3 separate regions of the Mus musculus genome follow, and all the other regions are linked to region 3. A link is a contact called in public HiChIP or PLAC-seq data. All regions are on one chromosome and are shown on one strand. Each heading gives the region's core, a stretch centred on a gene start, on an enhancer-like site or on the middle of the called end of the contact. The rest is flanking DNA. Distances are from core to core; before and after follow the strand shown. Region 1 has its middle 7.8 kb from the start of Gsx2. Region 2 overlaps Gm6116 (predicted gene 6116). Region 3 holds the start of Usp46 (ubiquitin specific peptidase 46).

Region 1 (3,400 bases), core at 481-2,980, 1.0 Mb before region 3:
GATGGGCAAAGGGGGCTATGCTTGGTCCTCAGCATTGTTTCCCCACCCCAAATGTGTGTATTGGGCACCTACTATAAGCCAGGCTCAGCTGAGAATTCAGTAGCACACAAGGCCAGCCCCTTGGGAATGCCCAATACATTATTAAATGGATCAACAAATCAACTTAGAGCTGGTAGGTTACGGAAGGCCATGGGAGTGTGAAAGAAAGCTCTGGGTGTTGGCAAAAATCGATGCCTGAAGTGACATTTAAAATGAGATCTGCCAGGATCGTGAGGAATAAGTTTCAGACCATCAAAGAACTCAGGGACAGGACACACAGAGTCCTGAAGAGTCTCTCTCTCTCTTTTTGAGTTGAGAGAGCTGAAATGAAGCCAGAGACACTGAAAGAAGAAATTCAGTTTTTATGTATGTGAAGTAAGAAAAATAAAAGCCATCATCCTTGACAGTTTGTGAGGAATTAAGGACTGCTGGCCCATTGTGCCTAAAGTCTGATTATGATTATTGTTGTTGTTGCTCAGCACCTCAGCTGTCCTCAGAGCAGATGCCATCAGAGGCTCTGGGTGTGGCTTCAGCTCAGGGCTAAGTTCTCCCAGACCTGTCCTCCTTAGGCTTCAAGGCTTTTGCACCCACTCTGGAGAGCCCCTCTCCTTGGCTCCTTCAACCTTCCATTTCTGGGCAGCAGCCTCATGGACCTGAGATGTGCCAGGGATACCGCACCACATCCCACTCCCTACCTAGTCCAAAGTCCCATTCCTGCCTTCCCTACTTGGGGCTGTATCCTAAACTTTGAAACTTTCCCCCAAGTAAACAGCTGTATGCTCACCCACGTATGAAGGAGGGCTCCATTTGAGGGTATAATGGTCCTCACAAGACCACCCTCTTCAAGAGCCTTGTGTGTCAGGGAGACAAAGTAGCCTTGCCCACATAACACAGTTAATCCCAGCAGCCCTCCTAGAAAAAGTGACATCACCTCAGCTGTTTGTGGGGCAGAGCCCCTGCCTATGCAAGGTCAATGGCTTAATCTAGGTCTGACAGGTAGAGATGCCAAGGCCAGGACTCAGATCTCATCTCTCTAAGGTGGGGTTCTAGACAAGTCTGCCAGCAAATATGTATGGGCGACCGTTGTGTGCCTGGCAGTAGGCTAACACTTCACACGGTGTTTCTCTCCCACAATGATGCTGTGGGGAAGGTACATTTATTATGTCCTCTTTTTTGTTATGGTCCAACCCTTGCTTCATGTGGCTTTCCAACATACTAAAGTTCCAAGGCTCGGTCAAATGGTTCATGTGACAAAAAAAGAGCAGACTGGAACTAAGAGGAGGGTAGGGGTCGGGAGCCTTATTTTATGCACCCGTGTCCAGAACACAGGAAGCTCTGAATGAAATCAAAACCTCATTATTTTATTTCAAAAGCTCACTACAATCAGTCTGAATTTCTGTAGGTTTAACTTCTGGTTGGGTATCTTTCCCAGATGACTTCAAATTGCACCTAAGCAGAAACTGGGTCTGTTGTGTTAACTCTTAGTGTTTGTCAGACAGGCAGTCCATAGTCCGCCTAGATGAGAAGTCATACCTGCTCTGAAAGTCTGGCTCCTCATTTCACAGGCAGAGAAACCGAGGCTGCGAAACACCAGAAAATAGCAGAGCCAGAATATTTGACCATGGTTTCTTCTTCCCTCTTCTGAGGGAGGATCTCACACAGCAGCCAAGAATGGCCTCAACTTGCATCTTCCGGCCTCAGCTTCCCAAGTGCTGCACTTTCAAGCTAAGTCCCTCTTCTCTTTTCATGCAATTCATAGCTCTCAGTGGACGGTGTCCTCAGATCAAAATGGACAGAACCTGGCCACCCAGGTTGTGCAGCTGAACCGATCCCAAGTTCATGCATTTGCCCCGTCCGGGTGCAGAGATTCATACAGTAGCCCCAGCGTCAGGGTATCCTGCGGGTCACCCTGCTCTCCGAGCGCTCGGCTGCGCCCTCCCGGGTCTCCCCCTCTTCCTTGTCAAGCTCGCGGGATAAAAACAAATGAATCCACACGGTTGCACCGACCCATAGCCTCCCAAACAAGGCACCATCAATCCCTAACCCACCTGAGCAGCTGCCCTTCAGGGCAGAGCCACCACAGGTGCGCATGCTCCCCCTCCTCCCCTGAGCCCGTGCGCATGCGTGGGTGTGGGGCGGGAGAACTTGAGCTTGTAGGCAAGCGCCTGAGTATGTGGCGTGTGTGCTGGGGGAGGAAGGGTAGGCGGGAGTACATGGACTTGAGAATCAGTGTGAAGGTGAGACATAGTGTGTGCGAGGGGAGTGTGCGTGTCCGCACTGTGTGGAGTGCGTGGGGACCCATGGATGCGCTTTGTGCAATGCGAATTTGTGAGCACGCCAGTGCGGGTTCGAGGCAGACACTGTGTGCGCGCGCGGGGTGCTGGGGGGGGGGGGGGAAGAGACGGACGTGTGAGCTGAGGGCATGGCTAGGCCATCTAAAGGGAGTTCCCCTCCAGTCAGAGCCAGGGTGCACCGCCTTGGGCTCACCTCTTTCACTGCCTCAAAGTTTGCTCTTTGCCTGGCGGATCATCTTTCCATTCATTTACATGACCTGCTTTGATGGTGTGCCAACAGATGCCAGACTGTGTTAGGCGCTGGCGGTGGGTGGGGGTGGAGGGGACAGACCAAAATTAAATAGCTTTACATCTCATGCATCATCTGCATACACTGGAAATTTGGGGTTTCCTGTTTCTGTGTGACTGCTTTGCAAAATGTCAGTGAACCACAGAGAAGTTGCCCTCTTGCCTGTAAATCAAGGAGCATGAAGTAGCTAATGAGACCAGAGACTCTACACAGAAAGGCCCTCCATAACAAGGCCTTGTCAGTCTCTCTGACCATTCCAACTGTAGGCCTCCTGGCTCCTCAGCTTTGCTTCCCGCATGGCCGTCTCTGTCTCCTCTTCCTTTCCTCAACTTGAGGTCTTGCCTCAGACATCATTTTCCCACGTGTTTTTTTTTTTTTTTTTTTTTTTTTTAGATCAAAATCCTTACTCTATACTCTGTATAGTCTTACCATATCAGATAGTCTTCTTCTCTTAAGACAGTTATCTCTTTCTTCCATACTGTGTGCTGTGCTGAGTAGGTTTGTTTATTGTGTGAATCCCCCTGCTGGATTAGAGCTGGGAGAGATGGAGGTTCATGGGGGTGGGGATGGGGGACTGGAAACAGCCTTGCTCACACTCACTCAATGATGGACAAGAGATAGGCAGGAGAAGGCGGTCTCCACAGCTCCTGCTGAAGCACAATTCTCTCTTACCTTCACATAGCACTTTGCAGTTTATGAAGACTCTCGCAAAAGTTATGTTTTCTCTTTTTCTTTCTTTAATGTACATTGGTGTTTCATGTGGCTATGTGAAGGGGTC
Region 2 (3,272 bases), core at 58-2,557, 890 kb before region 3:
TAGGGCTGTGGAGTAATTTTAGGCAGAACAATGCTTTGTGTAGAAAGCCGTGCCTTCCCAACACTCCCAGTTTCTTCTCTTGGTTCCATTCTCCAACCAGTCCCTTGTTGTTAAGGGTAGTTTTGGTGCAAGATGCCTGTGGACTTCCATCTCTGACACCCTTCTGCTCTGGGCAAATTTACCAAGTCTCTAAGTGCCATTTCTGTATCTGTCTCCTGGGGCAAGGTATGTGTAGCAGGGCAATGTTGAGGACTTAGAACTGAATCTGACTCGCGTGCCCATTAGATATCAGTTTGATTAGAAAATGCACACGTTCCAGTTTCTTTGTAATTAGTCCATGTGCTCCAGTCCCCCTCCTCCCAAAGCTGTGAGCTCAAGATGGGAGACAAATGGAAAAACTTCTTCCTCAGAAATTCCTCTGAGGAAAAAAACGTCATTCCTCAGAAATGTGTAGGCGTGAGCGCCATCTAGCTGTGCTCTGGGTACTTCTATGATCACCAGGCAGAAAGTGAACAGGCTGGGGAAAATGTCCTTTGATCTGTCAGGCGAAGCAGAGCAGTCCCGTGGCCCTGTGGCAGGAGAGAAACTCAGAAGGCCTGTGTCTGAGGATACTGACTTCCATGAGAAGGGACCGGTTGTCTTCAAGAATATTAAGGGATGGAAGTCGGCAGGCAAGGGGACAGTTTAAGATTGGAACACAAATGCAGGGGGCACAAAGCAAATGCTTGTGTCTTGTGAAGCAGCAGCAGGCATGTGATTCTAAAAGGGTGATCATTAAGAAAGGCCCCTGAGAATGTGGAAGAAGGCCGTAGAGATGGATGACCCTCCAGGATGACGCAGATCACCAGCTACCTATTAACAGAAGAGTGGCAGAAGCAAAATCCAGCACAAGATGATCAAAAACCAAAGGGAGAAGAGACAGACGTCGAAAGGAAGACTGGTTCGGTAGAAGTGGAGTTGAGTGTCTACCTCGGTCTCTGGCACCCTCTGCTCTCTATTCAGCCTGGGGTAGGATGGAAAAGCTTGACTGAACAGAGAGGCTCCCAGGGAGGGAGGGAGGAGTCAAACTGCAGAGAAAAAGTCACCAGGACCCTTTGGAGTTGGCTCTACGAGGAGCCGGTGCCTGTATTAATGCTGGGTTCCTGTCTCGCGTTGCTAACACCCACGCCGGCAAAAACAAGGCACCGCTCTTTCTCCTCTGCCTGTGGAAATCTACCTGGGAGCTCGGCAAACCTAATAGCTCAGCAGCTTCCCTTTTATCAGAAGCCTTTGCTGGCTGCTAGCAATCAGCCCTGCGAATGGGTGTGGCTGCCAAGGCAGAAGACTGTGGCTCATACTCAGACTGCCTTGCTGTCACAGTCCAGATGAATACATTGTAACTGGAGTCCAGCGACAACATTGTTTCAAACTGGCATCGCCCTCTTGATCCCTCCATTAACTAACTAGCTCATGCAATACTTAAAATTCCAAAGGGGAGATGTGCCTCCAAAACCTCCAAGGACACAGAGAACAAGACCAGGGGATTTTAAATGTCTGACAAATAGTAGGCACTGAATAAATACTTATCACTCTTTCTGAGAAGAGGAATATTTGACTTTTCCTCTTGTGTCTTTTCATTAATAGCTCCATAAAACCTTTGCTCAGGGCTGGAGAGATGGCTCAGTGGTTAAGAATGCTTGCTGTTCTTCCACAGGACACCAGTGACTTTCCAGAACCCACAGTAGGTGGCTCACAACTGTCTAGCTCCAGAAATGCCAATGTCCCTTTCTGGCTTCCATAGGAACGGTTTCCATTCCATGCCCAGACACAAGAGAGAGAGAGAGAGAGAGAGGGAGAGAGAGAGAGAGAGAGAGAGAGAGAGAGAGAGAGAGAGAGAGAGAGGGAGAGAGAGAGAGAGAGAGAGAGAGAGAGAGAGAGAGAGAGAGAGAGAGAGAGAACCTTTGCTGGTTTTGTTTATTTTGGTTTGGTGCTGAGGTTGGAGCTGGCAGGTGTCAGGCACGTGTTCTAGCGCCACATCCAAGCTGCACCGCACCTTAGACAACTTAGGAGAACTCTCAGCAAGGTCACTGAAAATTTTCAGGTCTAACTTAGGGCCAAGCCAGGTTAATTCTCCCCCTCTCCCTTCCCTTTCCCTCTTCTTTCTCTTTCTTTGTGCACTCTACCAACTGAGCTACATCACCAGCTCCTGAGTCATAGTTCTTGAGTTTCTATGATATGTCGATCACGTGCTACTTTCACCATAACAACACAATTTCAGACTGCTGAGGTGGGTCAGTGCAGGGAGGGGCGCTGCTCAGCACACTTGAGGATCTGAGCTCGATGCCTAGGAACCACACGGTAGCAAGAGAATTGACCGCTGAAAGTTATCCTGGTCTCCACATGTGTGCTGTGTGGTACACATGCCTATTCTTACATATGCATACACACACACACACACACACACACACACACACACACACACACTGAAAGTAATAAGCAGATCTGGAGAGATGGGCCAGTGGTTAGGAGTTCCAGAGGTCCTTAGTTCAGTTCCCAGCACTCACATGGTGCTTCACAGCCACTACAGGATCTTATGCCCTCTTCTGGTGTGCAGATGTACACGCAGACATAACACCCATAGACATAAACTATATAAACAAATACATTTAAAATTAATTAAATGATGAAAAGGTAATAACAATGCTCACTAATTCTACTAGAAGGTAGTATAGACAGTCTTTTGGCTACAGCAGTTTGTTTAACCCTTTGCAGAAACGCCATGTCCCTCATTACTGTGTAAAGAGTAAAGACTCCATGTGGTTGGGTGTTTAACCTAAGGCTCCTGAGCTCAGGATTTAAACCCACGACCCACAACTGTGCTTTAAAAGAAAACACAGAGACCTGCTATGGGTCCTCCCTCCAGGAAATACAGCATTACAAGGTTTCCAGAGAATGGGACTGTGGGTAGCCTCCTGGTTGCCTTCAAGTGTAGAGTGGGTGGGCAGTTTTCTCCTTATCAATCAACCAGGGTCTCTGGACTGATTCCCTGCGTCTCAAGGATGCGCATCGCAGGCCTTCCCTGGAGAGCCTGTCAAAGGGCAGTGCTTGTGATATGTTCCGGAAGGGGCCCTGTGGAGGAGTCTGAGAATGAATTTTTTGAACAATTTGAACAATGGTGGCACTTCAGGAAGAAACCACTAGGCAGCCTGCGCTAAGATGGACTTCAAGTCTGGCTGTTTGATGGGCTCTCTCCCATTTTCTCCTTGGCACATGATGAGATTTGTATATGCTAC
Region 3 (3,645 bases), core at 155-2,654:
CCCTGCCCCCTCCTCAAATGGTGCCCCTCCTAAGTTTAGCATGCCTTTATCTGTACTATTTATTTGAGAAACACAGAGCTGGGTTGGATACCTGCTCTGTAAGCCTTATGGAGCTAACCATGTCTATTAACTAATCATGTAGAAGCTGGAAGAGTCGTAACTGACAGCAGTAAAAAAGAATGAAAGTAAAATTCAGGTAGAATGAGTCATTGTGAGCAGGAATATTAATCCTTCTACACACTGAAAAATACAGTATCCATGTGACCCGTCCCCCACCCTCACCCTTCAGTCAGTGGTTTTGTCTTCTATTTCCACCCCAGATCCTAGAAGAATTACCAATGGATGGATGGCTCTCATGTTATGTGTATAACCCTAGCCCCCCAGCCCCCAGTATGTTACTCTTGGCTAGACAGAGCTGTCTTCAATTATATTAATTTCTCTCCTAATTTAATTCTCCACAAAATACATTGGTTTGGGAATTTATCACGTTTCACATGCACAACTTCCCTGTGGAAAGCTTGGGACTGCAAACTTGTCTGCACAATTATTCCCCATGTTTGAAATGAACTCTTTCAGTTCTCACGAACATATCCCTCAAGTGGTGTGTACAGTGTGCACCCTGAGCCTGCAGTCTGGGCCTCCGCAGGAAGGTGTAAAAGCTCAAACAAAACTGAGATCAGGAGCTCCGAGGATGGGAGATAGGAAAGTTTTGTTTTGGTATTTCCTGGACAGCCTCTAGTACCGCCCAGAACCTGGCCATTTCCTCTGTACCTGCTAATGTCACAAATCTCCCGAGTGTGCCTGCTTAGACCCGGAATTCTTTCCTTTCTGGGAACCTTTCCCTAGGCAGCTGGGTTGCTGCTGGCTAGGGCTTTCTGGCCACGCCCATGTCCTGGTCTCATTTTACTTTTCGGGTTCCGGCGGATGCCATCTGGCTAGAACCCTGGAGAGAAACTTTAAAGTTGACTACACTCACCCTTAGACCCTTATTCATATCCTCCACTAGCTAATCCCTAACGCCCAAGGCTTGCTGGACACCAGCAGAAACGGGCAGAGGGAAACCGGGAAGCGAGCACGCCCGTGTCCCCGCGGTGTAGGTCCCCAGCCCAGTGCCCGGTACGGTCCTGGGTCCGGCGGAAAGGCCGCGGTGCTGGGTTTGCTCGGGGCTGGCCTTACGGTGCAGCTGGCACCGAGCGGGACCCTAGGGCAGAGGAGCAAGAACGGCTTCCAGTGGGGTCAGCCGAGCGGGTCCTGGCTGGCAGCGGGAGCATAGCAGTGGCCTCGGTTCCGCGCCTCCCGGCTCCGGGCTCCTCCTCCCGCCGGCCGCGGCCCGGGCTGCGTCGCTCCGCCACTCCCCGCCCCGCGCCGCCGCCCCGCCCTCGCCGCCGCCCGGCCTCGCTCGCCCAACCCCACTGCAAGCCGGCCCCAGGCCGCCTCGCCGCCACCCGGCCTCGCTGCGCGCCACCATGGACAGTCCCGTTTTCCCCTGGTAAAGATGGCGGTGCGCGATCGCTGCAACCTTTAGACTAATGACTGTCCGAAACATCGCCTCCATCTGTAATATGGTGAGTGGCCGCCGAGCCTCCGGGGGTCGCGCCCGCAGCGAGCCAGGCAAAGAAAGGGAACCCCGGGCTGGAGCTGCACGCGCGCCGCGGTCGTGGGGGCCGTGCGGCCAGAAGTTCCCGGTCCCGAGGCTGGGCCGGCTGACCGCAGTCCCCCCCACCTCTGTCCCAGCCGGGGACCCCGAGCGGATCCCAGGGATCCCCAGGGCGGCCCCATGCCCCCGCCCTCGAGTTGCGGTGCGGGTGGTGGGTGGGGGTGGAGGTGGAGGGTGCGAGGTGGCTGCACAGCGAAGTCCCGAGGGAGGACCATGAGGGTACGAGCCCGGAGTGGAAGGAAGCAAATCCTTCTGGTGCAGTAAATAAACCCTTACTGGACTCGCCGACTGTCCTCTGCTCCTTCTGGAGTTCAGCCTTGATTGTATTTAAGATTCACTTTGCAACAGCAGTGCTCTTACCAGGAGAAATTGGATAGACATGAAAGCTGTGACCAAAAAATAAAAAATAAATAAAAAATAAAAATTCCAAGTGAAGAATCTGGTTAGAGAGGTGAACTAAAACCTGGTATCGGAAAAGCATGGCAATTTGTTCTGGAGGCCTCAGTTTCCCCACCTGCATGCAGGAGATTATAAGGAGACAGGAACGTTTGCAGGCCCTGGGAGTGAGTGGCTGTAGGTGTGAGGAAGTCTGCAGGGGTTGTCCTGCCCCGCCTCCTCTCCTTTTAGCTTGGACACTGCCTGGTCTGTCTGATAGGGTGGGGGTCTGGGGGGGGGTGTTACCCAGCAGTCACTTTAATTTAGATTTCCCCCATTACTTTCCAGTTCTGTTTAGTTTCCTCGGGACCAGTTTCTAGCCCTTGGGGCCACTGAGTGTACTCAGCTAGCACCCCCACTTGTGGGAGCCATAGGGAGGTCAGGGGTAAGGCACTGGGGTGTGGGAGTTGAGGAGGGTGTGTGTTCTGCCTGTACTTTCTGTATCCTCACCCCCTTAGACCCCCTTCAAACTGGAACACTGTTTTTTTTTTTTTTTTTGTTTTGTTTTGTTTTTCCATTTTGGGGAATCCATCCCCGCCCCCACCCCCCTCCGCCACCAAGTTAGACAGTAATGCTAGCATCTAAAGGAAATCTGAGGAGGCCTGATTAAGTAGGCCTCAGGTAAGGTGATCTGGCTGCCCTTCCCCCATCACACAGCTCTTTAAATCTTCTGTCCCACATTCTGTTGCAAGATCAACACATGGCACAGCACATTAAGGAGCCATGTGTTAGCTCAGGTGGAGTTGAGACCTGCTGGGGCTGGCCCCAGCTCTCTGTGCTGGTCCAGGCCAGCAGAGCAAACGCAGGAGGTCCCAGAGAGGTAGCTAGCTGCCTGCTTGGTGGTACAAATCTCCTTAGCCGATGGCTCCCGCAGCCTTGTCATTTTCCCTTTCTGCTTGAAGACGCAGGTTTCCTGCTTCTTCCTGTCCAGTGACATTAATGTGGCTGGATGCCCTGAGAAGACAATGCATTTCTTCTCAGTGTCTCAGCTGTAACCGAGCTCCTGTGGGGAACTGGGAAACCACAGGAGCTTCAAGGCTGTCTTTCCCGCCTGTGGGGTTGGCCGCAGGCCTACAGGCTCCTGAGGCTCGGGGCCTGCTTGTGGAGCTGCGCTTGTCCAGTTTGCAATCCAGTGACACCTCTCCGTATCGAAGCAGAGTGGAAACCAGAGAGCAGTTGTGTCCCAAGAGGAAGTCTGCCTCCGGCTTGTTCTTGCCCTTGCTGTAGCTAGGACTTCTTGGCACACCTGGACAGAATGTCACAACCTGTTTTCAGTGACACTCAGCCAGGAAGACAAGCTTCTGGAAGGGCATGAGAGGAATGGGCCAATATTATGTCAATAGAATAAACACTTCTGGTAACCAAGTTAAAGCTCACTCCCCCCCCCCCCCATCCTTCCCATAGTGAAGTAAACCTAGTGTTTCTGTTTAGACACTGTCTTGGGCAAGTGGAGAATGCTCGCCTTCTAATGTGAGACTCTAGATTCAGTCCTGTTTATGTATTTCTCTGTGGCTTGTGAGGCAGGGGCTCGTTAGCCCAGGTAGACCTCCAGC

The links. HiChIP or PLAC-seq counts read pairs in DNA pulled down with a chosen protein or histone mark.
Region 1: a contact with region 3 is called in an H3K4me3 HiChIP or PLAC-seq map of the 230-238 cell line, with 6 times the contacts expected there. The contact joins the enhancer-like site here to the promoter of Usp46 in region 3. A contact is called at or near these places in 2 of 39 promoter capture datasets (hippocampal neurons and liver), 7 of 115 datasets of contacts at active chromatin or transcription factors (the 230-238 cell line, astrocytes, bone marrow-derived macrophages and 4 more) and 3 of 9 other capture datasets (adipose tissue, embryonic stem cells and liver).
Region 2: an H3K27ac HiChIP or PLAC-seq map of extraembryonic endoderm stem cells shows a contact between it and region 3, with 2.4 times the contacts expected there. The contact joins the enhancer-like site here to the promoter of Usp46 in region 3. A contact is called at or near these places in 1 of 39 promoter capture datasets (liver), 4 of 115 datasets of contacts at active chromatin or transcription factors (astrocytes, embryonic forebrain, extraembryonic endoderm stem cells and 1 more) and 1 of 9 other capture datasets (liver).

What each region holds. Positions count from the first base shown.
Region 1 is chr5:75,066,106-75,069,505 of GRCm38.p6, reverse strand. No RefSeq gene overlaps it. Among named protein-coding and RNA genes, the nearest start is that of Gsx2, 7.8 kb to the left of the region's middle. Within about 2 kb of position 1,730, at least 105 of the 459 cell types and tissues checked have an H3K27ac peak or open chromatin away from gene starts, as enhancers often do. A contact at or near this core is called in the 230-238 cell line and pro-B cells, where this site is marked.
Region 2 is chr5:74,958,561-74,961,832 of GRCm38.p6, reverse strand. The region is part of intron 2 of Gm6116 (predicted gene 6116); the gene reads right to left. All of the region lies in intron 1 of Gm52778 (a long non-coding RNA gene), which reads left to right. Among named protein-coding and RNA genes, the nearest start is that of Gm6116, 11 kb to the right of the region's middle. Within about 2 kb of position 1,307, at least 50 of the 459 cell types and tissues checked have an H3K27ac peak or open chromatin away from gene starts, as enhancers often do. A contact at or near this core is called in extraembryonic endoderm stem cells, where this site is marked.
Region 3 is chr5:74,066,170-74,069,814 of GRCm38.p6, reverse strand. Usp46 (ubiquitin specific peptidase 46) reads left to right here and starts at 1,404. Exons shown (of 9, transcript NM_177561.3): 1 at 1,404-1,565. The coding sequence starts at 1,530.